Regions from separate parts of the Sus scrofa genome. Here regions 1, 2 and 4 are each linked to region 3. Evidence: chromatin contacts called from public HiChIP or PLAC-seq data. All regions are on one chromosome and are shown on one strand. Each heading gives the region's core, a stretch centred on a gene start, on an enhancer-like site or on the middle of the called end of the contact. The rest is flanking DNA. Distances are from core to core; before and after follow the strand shown. Region 1 overlaps COG6 (conserved oligomeric Golgi complex subunit 6). Region 2 overlaps COG6 (conserved oligomeric Golgi complex subunit 6). Region 3 overlaps LOC102159588 (a long non-coding RNA gene). Region 4 overlaps LOC102159588 (a long non-coding RNA gene).

Region 1 (3,520 bases), core at 660-3,159, 220 kb before region 3:
AAGTTTACCTTCTGATGGTATCTGGTAGGGAGAGGAATTTTTCATTCCTGTGTTGTTGAAGATCTTCAGAAATAAAAGTAACCCCAAGCCAGGTGAGATAATTTTTCATCCAAGCCTAGAGAAAAGGGAAACTGAGCTGGCAGTGTACCCAAACAGCATGGAACCTGGGGACTGAAAGTGTAGTAGACAGAGATGCAAGGTGGTTGCCGTGTGGCTCAATTTAGGGCTGGCACAATCTGGTCCATTCCAGCTGGAATGTCTAGCGTCAAGAAGGGGTAATGAGGAGTTCCCGTCGTGGCGCAGTGGTTAACGAATCCGACTAGGAACCATGAGGTTGCGGGTTCGGTCCCTGCCCTTGCTCAGTGGGTTAACGATCCGGCGTTGCCGTGAGCTGTGGTGTAGGTTGCAGACATGGCTCGGATCCTGCGTTGCTGTGGCTCTGGCGTAGGCTGGCAGCTACAGCTCCGATTAGACCCCTAGCCTGGGAAACTCCATATGCCGCGGGAGCGGCCCAAGAAATAGCAAAAAGACAGAAAAAAAAAAAGAAGGGGTAATGAGAAGGCTGTGCCTGGACAAGTTGACATTACCTTCATGGTGGACTGGGAGCTTACTTATATTCATGGAACTCTTAGCAGATACCTGTAAGCACCAGTCTGCTTAGGTCAGAGTACAGCGCACCTGACCTCACCTGCAAAGACTGGCTCAGATGCAGCACTGTCCTCCCAAATAAACTCCCCAGGAGGGTAAAAAGAGAGAAACTTTGGAGCTGGTTCCTACCCTGAGCTGGCTGTTGAAGGAGGAGTGTTGCTTTGGAGCCAAGATAGAGGAACTGCCATGGGTTGGGTAGGAACTGGAGTGAAGGCCCAGTTTCAGGCCCTCAGCTTTGGTCCTGGCCAACTGCAATATGCTTCAGCTTCATGGCCGCTGCACGGCCAACCGAGGATGTCTTTGGACTGCTTGGTGGAATCGTGGTTGTGTTCCAGTAGCACTGAAGGTGACCTTGAGGGATGCATCTGAGTCCCTGCTCCTGTGGGAAGTCTGGAAAGCTAGGAACTGCTTTCAGATTCTAGAAGTAACATCTGGGACTTTGGGGCTGTATCATGGTATCTGGTAGGGAGACGGACAGGAGGCAGGGTGTCAGGAAGTAATGGGACTGGATTTCCTGGTGTTAGGAGCATGTGAGAATATAGTATTTTATTATGGGTCTTCACTAGTCAGTGTTACTTTTCCAGATTTAAAGTGGACTTATCTCTATGATCATTTTCTAGTGACTACTAAGGAGTTTTTTTTTTCATATATATCATACACATTTTAAATTGATGAGTGTCTACTTAAATATCTCTGTCAGAATCAAAAAGGATTAAAGAACTTACCCTAATTCAAGTAGAGCTACCAATCCTTTTCAAATGATTTTTGTAATAAATATTTAGGGTACTGAGAAGAGATTTCAACTGGCAGAATCTGCCTCATGCAACATTTTTCTAGCTATTAGCTCATCCTTAATTTGAACTAATCTATCCACTTAGGGATTGAAGTAGAAAGACCACCTCAAGTCAAAGCAGGAAATGGGTAGAGGCTAGAGTACTCAGAGGATGAAGGATTTACCGCTTTGCTCAGCTTTGGGGAATGAGGGAAATGGTACATCAAACCCGGGGCCACCTCCATACCCTGGGATGTAAATACGATGCACTGTACAGAGGGGGTGATCCCTATGAGGTGCGGTCAGGAGGGAGCCCAGCAGGGCCTCCTTTCTGCGTACACCCCAGGCTCCAGGAAACCCTGTGACAGCAGGAAGCAGAGGAGCATCGAAAGCCCAGAGCCTGGAGGAGAGACCCCTCACGGTGGGGGGAGGGCAAGCAGCTGAGCAAAGGAAGTGAGAAGAGAGGAGGAAGTCAGTTCCCCCAAACAACTGGGCTCAGAAGCTGTGCTAAAGGGAGAAGTTGTCCCCTCCAAGATTCCAGGAAGCGGGTGCAGACCTCTGCAGTGGCAGGAATAGGCAGAGGAAGAAATGTGGAGGCAGATAAAGGGGGCAGCCGGAACCCTGGCTCTGCCTGTTCTGATTCATTCGACTCGGAGTGAAGGATAGTGGAAGCCTGAAAAGGGGCGTGTGGCCCTGGCCGCAGTGGGTGGAGTAGAGGCCAGAGGCGCAGTTGTTAGGACCAGACAATTTAGGAGTCACTTCGCTAGTAAGTGACCACCCCACATGGGGTGAGTGGTGTTGAAACAGGTTTTGCAGAGAGAAAATCATACTCCAGCTTGCACTCGTGAAATTCAGCTTTCCAGCTTGCACTCGTGAAATTCAGCTTTACAGCAGCGGAATTTCAAACATGAAGCTGAGACTCGTGCTTTAAAGCATCCCCAGGAAGAGCCACTCTGTGGTGGCCGCTTGCTTTGGCCCTTCTGATTGAGGTCTGCAGATTCTGGAGATGTTGCTCGATTTTACCCACAGCAGCATGGCTCGTTCTTTGCTGGATTCAAGCAGAACGTTTTCTCGTTGAATAACCAGCTGATGCCTGTCACCCCTTTGAGCGTCTAGCCTACCTGTGAAAAGGAAGACAGATCTCACAGCCTCGCATTCATAATTCACCGACGGGACCTTCTAAAGACACTATTTCATCTGAAAAGCTAAAAGTGACTAAGACACTTAATATTATTAATCACATTATGAGCCCCTAGAGACTGCTTACTGGAAAGTATTTTGGGAAATTTACTGATGGGAAATGGAAGGCACCACAAGTCTGCTGGTTCTCTGCCCATTCTTTTTTTTTTTTTCCCAAAGGTAGGAAATGTCTCTTTTCACTGTGAGATTGGCTCACCACGCTGTGAACTGTAGTGAGTAGACTGGGTCAAAGGTCAGGGGAGTGGAATGAACAAAAGGACATGGTGGTCACTACACAAAGGGCCAGCTCCGGGGGGTCAGGTTTGGTTATAGCAAAGTGCTTTTGCATTGCCTGCCAAGAAGATGGGGTTAATTAGGTAGGAAAGAGTAGGAGGAAACTGATGTTAGTGAAACATTTAACTGGATGCTTTAGCATTTAACTGGATTCAGTATCAGATGGAGTATGTGTGTGTGTTTAATTCTCACAAAAACCCCATGAAATGAGAATCAGTAGCCTCAATTTACAGGTGAGGAAACAAGCTGTAGATTAAGTAAACTTGCCTGGTGGCGCAGAATTATTAAGAGACTTAGGTTTAGAACAGATATCTGACACTGACTTCTATACTTCTGCCCTTTTAAAATAATTCACTCTTTTATTTAGTATTATCTATCCATCTATATACATATATTTATAATTTTATTTAATGAGTGGAGTTGGTATACAGCAGTGCTTCTTTGTGGAATTTCAGGCACTCAGGACAGAGGTGTTGAAAAAAGATATTATGGAGTGGGAATTTCTCAAAGTGCCATGCTTAAAGCTTTCCCTGTGTGACAGCTGTCACCACTCTACAATAAGCAGCTGTAAGCAGAGTGCCTAGTTGCCCTCTCCATCCTCACAGGTCCCCCAGCGCCTGGTGCTCA
Region 2 (3,362 bases), core at 265-2,764, 200 kb before region 3:
ACTGCTAGATAGAAAATAGAGAAAGCCACATGAGTGATTATGCTGGACTAAATTCTAACTCAGAAATAAAAGGAGGCGATGACACGTATGTTAGACATTTTGGAAGAAGGTGACTATGACCTCTTTGTAATCTGTCCTGGAGAAGAAAGCACTGAAGGACTTAGCTGTGCACACTAAACTTTGGACTCATGGAGCAGATAGAGGTAGATGTGGTGATAGAAAGGGATGCCCAGTGGCAAATGCTGTTGTAGATGGAATGGATGGTCAGTGGGGCCCTACTGCACAGCACAGGGAGGTCTGCTCAGTGTTCTGTGATAACCTATGTGGGAACAGATATGTGCTTATGTGTAGCTGAATCACTTTGCTCTGTAACAGAAATTAACAAATAAATAAACTATAAATAAACTATATTTATAGTAAATAAACTATATTTCAATAAACTATATTTCAATAAAAATAATTTTAAAAAAGAGATACCACCTACAAGAAATGTTCTCAGAGTTGCTGTTGTGGCACAGTGGAAATGAGTATGACTAGGAACCATGAGGTTGCGGGTTCGATCCCTGGCCTTGCTCAGTGGGTTAAGGATCCAGCGTTGCTGTGAGCTGAGTGTAGGTCCCAGACGTGGCTTGGATCCTGCATTGCTGTGGCTGTGGTATAGGCCAACAGCCACAGCTTTCATTGGACCCCTAGCCTGGGAACCTCCATATGCCACAGGTGCAGCCCTAAAAAGACAAAAAACAAAAAACAAAAAACAAAAAAAGAGAGAGAGAGGGAGCGAGAGAGAGAAAGAAATGTGGCTCTGGGGGGAAGGAAGTCTCAAGTATCATGAAATAACTCGCAGTGAGGATAAGAGAGGAACCACCCAAAGAACCAGTGGGAAATTAATGAAGAACCAGACCCCAAGAGCCTTGATTTTAAATTCCTCCTTATCCTACACTTTTACCCTTTACCTCTTGCATTTTTTATATATTTCATTGAAAACACTGAATTTCAACTCTTAATGTCAGATTGTGCTTAGATTGTTGAGATAACATAGATATTTGTTGGAGTTCCCCTTGTGGCTCAGCAGGTTAAGAACCTAACTAGTGTGCATGAGGATGTGGGTTCGATCCCTGGCCTCACTAAGTGGGTTAAGGATCTGGTATTGCCACAGGTTTGCAGATGCGGCTCAGATCTGTTGCTGAGGCTGTGGCATAGGTTGGCAGCTGCAGCTTTGATTCAGCCCCTAGCCCAGGAACTTACGTATTTCGCAGGTGTGGCCCTAATAAGAAAAAAAAAGACATTGTTGAATCTGTTTTTAGAAATCTCCCAAATCCAGCCTAATTCATTTCTGTTTTACCCTGTTGTTTGGGCACCAAAGTTACTCGTAATGAGAGTGTCCTTTGGCTTTTATCCTCCCTACGTGTACCTCCCTGGGGCCGTGAGTCACAGAAGTGAGTGGATTTGGGTATTCTTGATGTCCTCTGCACTGTCTTTTTAAATTTCACTTTTACTTTCCTTTTTAGTAGTGTTATCTTTGTCTCATGGGTTGGTCTGCATCTTCATTGCTCACATGGCAACAGAGACTCTTACCAGAGGCTTTGTGTGTCGTCTTGCTTCCAAAAGCTTTCAGGCAGCCTGGTCACACCGTGAAGGCACTAGAAATACAAGACTTTGAAATATGCTTGGAAAGTAACAAGATTCAAATATGCTGATGAAGGTTTTATAAACCCAACCTTTTTTTTTTTTTTTTTTTTTTTTTTCTTTTAGGGCCTCACCCGTGGCGTAGGGAAGTTCCCAAGCTAGCGGTCAAATCGCAGGTATAGCTGAGGCCTACACCACAGCCACAGCAACGCCAGATCTGAGCTGCATCTGCAGGCTCGCAGCAATGCCAGATCCTTAATCCTGAGTGAGGCTAGGAATCGAACCTACATCCTCTTGGATGCCAGTTGGGTTCTTAACATGCTAAGCAGCAGTGGCAACTTCCCTTCATGTTATTTTAAGTGAATGTTCATTTTATCTCATCAACATACACCCTCAGGTGAGTCAGAAATTTTCCAGTTTAGAGTCTATGTTTTATAGAGTCGTATTGACAACCCGCTCCTGGATCAAATTTGCCTCTGGAGTATAGATTTCAGTGGAGTGGCTTCAATTCCCTGTGCACTTTGGCTTTAGCAGAGAAATTTGTCCAAGTGATTTGACCATATTGATCCCCAACAAAGCAAAAGGAGTAGATGTTGACTAGAGATAAAAAACATAACCCAGATAGATTCTTATACTGACTCCATTTTTAATACTTTTCTTTTTTAAAAAGAAACTTTATGAGATGTGGGGATATGAAAAGGTGTCTTAAAGTTTAAGGGCGGTCTCTCCCTCAACTTGTAACAATTTAAGTGTATTTCTTTAATAAGGGTTTTTATTTTAAAAAATAAAAGTTTTGAAATATTTTCTCCTTTTCTAACCTGCAAACTCTGAGGTCAGTATGTACCTGCTCTGCCATGTGAACTTGAGACAGTACAGACTCTGAGAACAGATCCCCAGCCCTTGAAGAGGCTGACTCAAGGACTTCTTTCAGAGCTCAGAACTCTTGTGAGAAACTGAAAGTCTCTCCTGCCAGGGGCCAGAAGGTGAATGTGAGAAGAATCACATTCTTTAATTGTTGGAACCTTTAATTTTTGTAACCAAATATGTCTCCCGTCAGGACAGGCAGCATCATTTTTCTAGGCCAGTGTAACGTGAACACGCAGGGCCCCTTGCTCAGAACTTACTGAGGATTTCAGGACAATGACAGCAGATAATGAAAGCAGCCGAGGGCCTCTTCCAAGCGCAATTGTTTGAGAGACATTTTTTCCCCTTCTGCTTAGCTAGTTCCTCTTCTTGGTTCAGGGAATGCCTGTAGTTGTTCAGAATGGGCCACGGAGATTAAGTCCATGGCTTATCTTGTTTTGACAAGAAAACAGGTGAATTTTCAACAATACCATAAACCTGCAAAATACGTTCAACCCAAACTGTGTTTCTTGTAAGAAACGCCATTAAGAAGAAGATACTGGCATTAAATATGATGTATCATCCATTGTAAAATGAACTGTAAGTGCGGAGACATTCAAATGTTAAGACTTTAGGGGTGATGAAATTGTGGATCTCAACAGAGAAGTCTTGCAACACCGTGGGCTACCTGCCGTTATCCCCCCACCACACAGTTTTCTGAGGCTCTTCTGTTCATAGAAGTGAGGTACTGGGGTTCGGGAGATGTGCTAGGGTCACGCACCTCGTTAGGGGTAGACCAGTAGGCTCGGTCCCCAGAGCTGAGCTTGTGCTTTCTCTCTGTAACCTGGCTGTCCTGTCTCTTCAGAGGGGTCTTTCACTGGGTTAGAGAAGGA
Region 3 (3,576 bases), core at 469-2,968:
GTGTTTTTTTGTTTTTTTGCTTTGTTTGTTTCTTTTTAAAGACGAAAGGTCCACATTGTCTTCTTAGTTATCAAATTTGTCATGGAGACATGGAACCATAAACAAGAAATCTCCCTTAACACAGGAACTTTGGAAGAGAGTCCCTTTTTCTCTCCTGGCTGTTGTCCTTTTTTCTGCTTCACCCCGTCTTCCCCAGGACATGACGAATAATTCACAGTTACTGTGTCACCACTAAGCCGGGCTTCTCCTCGGCCACAGCGCTGCCCTGCCGTGTCCGTGGGGGTCTGGGGAAAGGGCAGTTGGGGCGGGACTATCCATCCAGAGGGGCCCCGCCCTGCCATGCCCCCCCCCCACAGCGTCCTCCGTCCTCCTGGGGAGCTCTCCCTGCTCCTCCCAGCTTGGCAACGTGTTGGCAGGTCGCTGGCCGGAAGCCTGTATTCCTCACCCAGGTCCTGTCACTGCAACAACCGTCTTTGCTCTTGTGGTGAAGAGTAACTGAATTAAATTGGGCAGCACTGGATCCTGACCCTGCTAAGTGCCTGCTCCAATTGAGGTCCCGGGCAGGAATGGGCAGGGCAGCGGTGACAGACGTCCTTGTCCAGCGGGCCTGACAGTCGTGTTCTTGTTTCCACGTGGAAACTTGTGGAGGTTTGGTGGGTCTGGGAAGGAACTAGGAGAGTCCCTGGGCCTGTGAGGAATATAGCTGAGCCCACAGGAGCCCGTCTGCCTGATGTTACAACATATGGACGTGCAGATGTTGAAACAGGGACGGATGGCAGCAAGGCAATGGGTGACATCTCCAAAAATGGGCTCAAAAAATACTGTGCGCTCGTGTGTGTGTGTGTGTGTGTGTGTGTGTGTGTGGTGGTGGTGGTGGTGGTGGAGGGAGATCTGTGAGCAGGAATGAAGAGTTTTGCTCTGGTAGCATTTCAACCCGTCCATGGTTTAGAAGTGACATGTCTTGGGCAAACAGGCAGCCCCAGCAGTCTTTACCAAGAGTACACTACATGGGTATGCCGCTTATCTAAAAGCAAATAAGAAACCCATGGCTGCCTCTAACTAGCTCTATTTTCCCTTCTTTCTGCAGATAAAATTAAACATAGACATCGCCATCCAAATTTACCTGCAGGGTCATCAGGAAGGGGAGAGGAGAGGAAGTCCGGGGCAGGGTATGCCTTTAAGAGCCCTTTTTTTCTGTCATCCTTCTTGTCCTCACCGTCCATTTGGTCCTGGCAATACTGTTCATCACTCAGACGTGAGACTGAGTAACCCGTGCAAATGCTTGACTCCAGCTCTTTCAACTTCCCTTTCAGAATCCCTTGCAAACATGGAAACATGCTCACACATGAAGGGCGCCTGGAAATCCAGCCTTGCTTGTAAAACACTGGCAAGGTTGAATCCCATCCTCAGAGGCATGGCCTCTGTCACTTCATTGTGGTGATCGCCCCTACTGGCCGGCCCTTAGTGAACCAAATAAGTGAGTTGGAGGAGTCTTTCATTTCGACGGTTCAGTGTGTGTGTGAGGATAAGGATCTGTGGGCTGAGCGAGAAAGGAAGTCCCAAACACCCCATCATTTTTAAATGATGGGCTATGACACATTAATGACTCCCAGGATGGGGAAAGTTTCCACTGGGGCATGTGATTCAGCCCAGTAAGAGAGCCTAGAGCCTTCGATAGGTGCCAACTTGGTTCACAACCCACTAATCCTCTGCAGCCACCCACTGCCTCCCCAGTGAGCGTCCTCCCCAGAGACTGGGTGAGTCACCATGACCATCTTGCTGCACCATCTGGAACCAGCTTAAAGTCTATGCCCAAAACCTCCATGCACAGGAAGACCAGAAGAGCATTCCAAAGGCACCCTAGCCTAAATACCTTCCCCGCGTGGCTGCATAGACTTTGTACTTGAGTCCTTAAAAAGGCTTGTCCCCAATCCGACAGACATGGCTAACGTGGTCTTAATTATGGGCTGTTAAAGTCAATGGATGATAGGTTCGATGTAGCGCCAAGTCCAGTAGGTATGTCACATGGCCTGAGAAGTCTCACGACGCAAAGGAGCACTCGGGAATCAGAGCCCCAGAGCCCACCGGGAAACTCAGTGCCAGCTTGGCGCCTCGGGTCTCCCTCCCTGCTTCCCCCCCGCATGTCCCTTCTTCACAATGACGTTCCACAGGTGCTGTCGGTGGCCTTTTCTCACTCGACCCATGCTCCCTGCAGGAGCTGCTCAGCTGGGGAGGGCTTCAGGTCCCATAGGCACATGTGGAAAGACCCAGATCCAGATGTTTAGGTCAACCCCCTCTCCTCAGTTTCAGTTCTTTCAATAAATATGTGCGGAGAACGTGCTATGTGGGAGGCCCTGGGCTGGGTGCTGGGCACAGGGAAATGAATAAAACATGGTGTCAGCTGTCAAGGCTCACACATAATTTTATATCCAGATACTACTGGGATTTTCCTCGCAGACTTACAGTGATAATAACAGAGGTAATTTTTAAAAATCTGGGAGCTCCTGTTGTAACTCAGTGGTAACAAACCCGACTAGTATCCAGGAGGACATCAGTTCCAGCCCTGGCCTCACTCGGTGGGTTAAGGATCTGGCGTTGCTGTGGCTGTGGTACAGGCCAGCAGCTGTAGCTCCGATTGGACCCCTAACCTGGGAACCTCCACATGCCATTCCTGTGGCCCTTAAAAGACAAACAAACAAACAAAAAAACCCCAAAAACAACTGCTACAATTTATTAGGTTTGAAACCAAGCTTATTAGAATCATGACTAAGATAAGCACAAACAAGGTTCCGATTTTGCAGTTTTTGAGTAAAACACACAAGCCTTGGAACGTCTTTTGCTTCTCCTGGACAGCACTGAGGGCAGCTTAGCTTTTGGGTCTGTCTTCCGGATGGACGAGGCTGGCTTCTGGATACGTGAGGGGCCCTGGCAGTCACCGGTCTTACCTGACTCACCGCTTGGTGGCAGCACACCACACTTCCTTCCTCCCTGCTCTTTCCTGTGAGTGTGTGAGGAGGAGGCCCTCTACTTAGGGGCCGTCCCCACACCTCAGTCTCCTGCATTGCTTTTGATGCAAATTATCACTTAAACTTTTAGGCAACAGCAAATATTGTTCGTGTGTGCTTTTATGAACTCCTTTCGGATGACGTGGAGCTTTGCCAAGGCCAAACCCAGCACCTTTCATCAGACCATTTTCACTGGGAGGTTTTTCTTACATAAAATGATCCACGATTAAAAATATGGAGAAATTTTCTCAGTGTGGCACAGCTTTTTAAAAGACAGGGACAAAACCTTTATCAACAGAGCAATTTATCATGCCAGTAATTTTCTACCTCTGTCCTGCTATTATCAAGGATGGCCGTTTTAAAAGGAACTCTTAGCTCTGATCTCTCGGCTCAGCCTGCAGCCTCACAGTAATGGCCCGACTCTAACTTCAGCCCACTGCCATGGGAGTAATTATGCCACACGCACAGAAGGGCGATTTGCCACAGAATCAAAGAAGCAATTGGGTTCAAAGTGAAAAACAATCTCTAGAGATGGGAGGGAAAGACACTTGATGAAGCGGGGAGGACAGAG
Region 4 (3,461 bases), core at 778-3,277, 150 kb before region 3:
CATGTGGAAGTTCCCTGGCTAGGGGTCAAATAGGAGCTGTAGCCTACACCACAGCAACTTGGGATCCAAGACGCATCTGTGACCTACACTACAGCTCACGCCAGTGCCAGATCCACTGAGCGGGGCCAAGGATGGAACCCGTGCCCTCATGGATACTAGTCAGGTTCATTAGCACTGATCCAGGAAGGTAATTCTGATTTCCTCATTTCTGAATGAGTAAAGGAGTAAGACCCACTTCCTAGAATTTCCTGGGATTTCAATGACGTCATCCAGGCTACAACAATGATTTCCCATCACGTAGTAAGTGCTCAGCACAGGAGAGCTCGGAAATATCATCTAAAGAGATTTTAGTTAATTTAAAATGAATAATTGGGCTACAACAATGAGTGCACACCTTCTCCCCCACATGCCTGTGTGCTCTGGGAGTCAGGGCGTCCTCTGACCTCCGGCCTCACCCAGCTTTCAGCCCAGTCCTGGCACAGAGCCATCTCCCAGTGGGAACTGGTGGAAGGAGATTGGCTGGCCGAGCAACTTGCTGCCCTCTCCTTTGCACTGATAAGTCATTGTCTACGGTTCTGTATTCGGAACAGATTTCTCTTCTTTGAATATTTAGAATTTTCAAATTTTCAAACACTCATGAAAGATACTGTTTTTGTTTCACTCTCTGTTTAAGAAACTGAAGTTGAAATTCTAATGTAAAATCAGTAAAATGGCATTAATAGACTTACACCTAAAAAAAAGGTCAGCAGATCAATGATGTAATTGGCTTTGCCAAGGAGAGGTAAAACTGAGACAGCTTGGGAGAAGAGCAGGACTTTGTTTTTGGTTCTGGGACTTGTCTCAGAAACAATCAGCCACAGTCTGGAGAGCTGAACTAAGAAAAAATTTGACCTCACGTCTGAATGTGTTGGCCACTCTGCTGTGAGAAGGCCAGTGTCATCAGTGTCATCTGCATGAAAGAGACAATTCAAAGCCCACTGGGCTTGAACATGCAGTTTTGCTCTATACAGAATATACTTCCCAACTTTCTGCCTGATAAGCCTCGTCTACTCTTGCAATGCATACCAATAAATGTATGGGCAAATGCTTCAAGCTAATGTACAAATCTACCTGGTGTTACTACAATATTCTCAATACATTTGGCTCGGATTTAAATGTTGGATGTGTGTGTTTAAAGAGAACTTTATTTCATAAGATTGTATCAATATTAGTCTAACAAATATTTCAGACACCCGTGCAAAAGGCTGAATGCAGGGCACAAAAGAGGAAAAGTGCCCAGCTACTAGAATGGAAGATTGGGACCAGATTGTGCCATGCTGTGGTTTTCAAAATGGAGCATATTTTATCTTACAGGACGAGGTTGGAAAATATGTTTACCTTGAATGACAATAGGATAAGAGTTGGCTACCTGGAGAGCTGGGATGGAAATGGTTCTATGACTGAAAGCAGCTTCCATAGTATATTATCCAGGGGCGCTGGGAGGGTGACCAGCCATGGGCTATTTGTCACTCTGTCTTGTGGTCAAAGGCCGTGGCTGGCACATGAAATGGGTCTCATCAGGTCTCTGCTTCAGAAGACTGTCCACAGCAAGGGAGGCGAATTAGAGAAGGAACAATGAGCATATCTGATCTCACCCCTTAGTAGCTATTCTCCAGACCCAGGAGACGCTAGCCATCTCCCCGGGCACCCATCTTCTCACCTGGGGCAGGCAGGTCCCTGTGGGAGAGGTCACTGGCACGGGGGAGTGCTGCGCTGCCCTGCCCGTCCATGAAAGGAGGACAGTCTTCACCCACTCGTAGGAAACGAGCCATGCATTTGTTCACATTTCAGATTACAGGGCCAAGGCTACAGGTTTCATAAGAGACATTCTCTGAACCCCAAGCTGAGTGTCATCCTGATAAATATTGCAAAATTCAGGAAAGTGAATTCCTGTCTTTTGACCCAGAGTAGCGTCTGGAATCTCTTGGTATCTGAGCACATTTTACCAAAACGAGAAGCATTTCTCCGAAAGAGAAATAGCAGCCAAAGTGCAGTGTGTTAGAGTTCCAGCAGGAAACAGATGGCACTCAAACTGAGTGAGTGAGGGCTGTTAACACAAGAGTGATTTACAAAGTTGTGGAAAGACTGAGGGACATGTACAAAGGAAGGTGAAGGACCTCGGGGCTAAAACAGCAGGTGATGGTGACTGACTGGTGAGCCCTTTGTTATCGCCTGCTCTGAAAGAAAACGTTCCATTTCCAGATCTCCGTGCGCGGCCACAGGGAGGGGTCACCAGAGAAGAGCCGTGACATCTGCTGGAAGGATGTGGCCAATCTGTGTTCACCGCAGGGGAAGAACTAAATGCACAGCCTCCCTCTCCTCCCTGCGGGGCTGAGAACCCACTGATGTGGCCTGTTCAGGTCAGCCTGCCAGCCACAGGCCAGGACAGAAAAGGATGGAGGGTGGGTCTGGACGGCAAAGGAAAGAGAACCAGCTCAGTGCAGTTTTCAGTTATGTGATCAGTTCACCTCAAATAATGGTGGGACATCGGCAAAGTGGTGGGCTAGGAGGCTCCAGCTCCAGGTTCCTTCATAAAATCATCAACAAAGAAACAAAAACCCAAACCCACACTTGCCTGAATGAAAAGAGTCTTAGTCTTGAGTGTGGCAACTCAGTTCCCAGTTTCACTCCCTAAACCAAAGGGAGAGCGCAGACCTTGTTTGCAAATTGTTGTGTACATCTGTACACATTGGCGTGGATACCTGAGGATCCGACCCACTGTTTTTCTCTTATAACTCAGAACACGTGCAGGGAAACTGTAGGCTCTGCTCATACAGTCTACAAGGGGACACACCCTGCACACCCACAGAAACCTGGGCCAACAGATGCTCACTGGAGATACACAATAGACATCGAAGGTTCAGAAGAGAAAGTTTGGATGAGACTCTTTGGGAATGAGGACATCCAAAAGCAGCCGTTTATACAGGGGAATCTAGAAAGCCACATGCATAACTGGGTAGGACATATTCTCAGAAGAAAAAACCCAAGACCTTACACTTTCATGTAAGGCCGATCCCTAGACCTCACTAAGTGGAAGAAGTACCCCAGCACAAAGTTGGTCTCTCTCTCCCTCTCTCCCTCTCTCCCCCTCTCCCTCTCTCCCTCCCTCTCTCTCTCTCCCTCCCTCTCTCTCTCTCCCTCTCCCTCTCTCTCTTTCCCCCCTCCATCACTGTCTCTTTCTTTCTGTGTTTTTTGGTTTGTCCATTTCAGCTCCAAGCATTCAAGGAAATTTCTGTCAGGACATTAGTTGAACACAAGGTAAAGTCAAAGAATCTTTAGTGAACACACATGGCAAGGAACAGACTTTGCAAAAATCATTTGGTAACTTCTCAAAACAAATGGACTCTCACAGCCTTCAACAATCAAACCAACAACCAAAAAGCGAATTCTGGGGAAGGGAGGAAATCTGATTCCCAGACTTA

Evidence for each region. HiChIP or PLAC-seq counts read pairs in DNA pulled down with a chosen protein or histone mark.
Region 1: an H3K27ac HiChIP or PLAC-seq map of alveolar macrophages shows a contact between it and region 3. The contact joins two enhancer-like sites. A contact is called at or near these places in 1 of 47 Hi-C or Micro-C datasets (embryonic fibroblasts) and 1 of 2 datasets of contacts at active chromatin or transcription factors (alveolar macrophages).
Region 2: an H3K27ac HiChIP or PLAC-seq map of alveolar macrophages shows a contact between it and region 3. The contact joins two enhancer-like sites. A contact is called at or near these places in 2 of 47 Hi-C or Micro-C datasets (embryonic fibroblasts and fetal heart ventricle) and 1 of 2 datasets of contacts at active chromatin or transcription factors (alveolar macrophages).
Region 4: a contact with region 3 is called in an H3K27ac HiChIP or PLAC-seq map of alveolar macrophages. The contact joins two enhancer-like sites. A contact is called at or near these places in 2 of 47 Hi-C or Micro-C datasets (embryonic fibroblasts and liver) and 1 of 2 datasets of contacts at active chromatin or transcription factors (alveolar macrophages).

What each region holds. Positions count from the first base shown.
Region 1 is chr11:14,678,927-14,682,446 of Sscrofa11.1, forward strand. The region is part of intron 17 of COG6 (conserved oligomeric Golgi complex subunit 6); the gene reads left to right. Among named protein-coding and RNA genes, the nearest start is that of COG6, 100 kb to the left of the region's middle. Within about 2 kb of position 1,910, at least 12 of the 83 cell types and tissues checked have an H3K27ac peak or open chromatin away from gene starts, as enhancers often do. A contact at or near this core is called in alveolar macrophages, where this site is marked.
Region 2 is chr11:14,697,032-14,700,393 of Sscrofa11.1, forward strand. All of the region lies in intron 17 of COG6 (conserved oligomeric Golgi complex subunit 6), which reads left to right. Among named protein-coding and RNA genes, the nearest start is that of COG6, 120 kb to the left of the region's middle. Within about 2 kb of position 1,515, at least 7 of the 83 cell types and tissues checked have an H3K27ac peak or open chromatin away from gene starts, as enhancers often do. A contact at or near this core is called in alveolar macrophages, where this site is marked.
Region 3 is chr11:14,894,678-14,898,253 of Sscrofa11.1, forward strand. All of the region lies in intron 2 of LOC102159588 (a long non-coding RNA gene), which reads right to left. Among named protein-coding and RNA genes, the nearest start is that of COG6, 320 kb to the left of the region's middle. Within about 2 kb of position 1,719, at least 10 of the 83 cell types and tissues checked have an H3K27ac peak or open chromatin away from gene starts, as enhancers often do. A contact at or near this core is called in alveolar macrophages, where this site is marked.
Region 4 is chr11:14,743,559-14,747,019 of Sscrofa11.1, forward strand. All of the region lies in intron 5 of LOC102159588 (a long non-coding RNA gene), which reads right to left. Among named protein-coding and RNA genes, the nearest start is that of COG6, 170 kb to the left of the region's middle. Within about 2 kb of position 2,028, at least 18 of the 83 cell types and tissues checked have an H3K27ac peak or open chromatin away from gene starts, as enhancers often do. A contact at or near this core is called in alveolar macrophages, where this site is marked.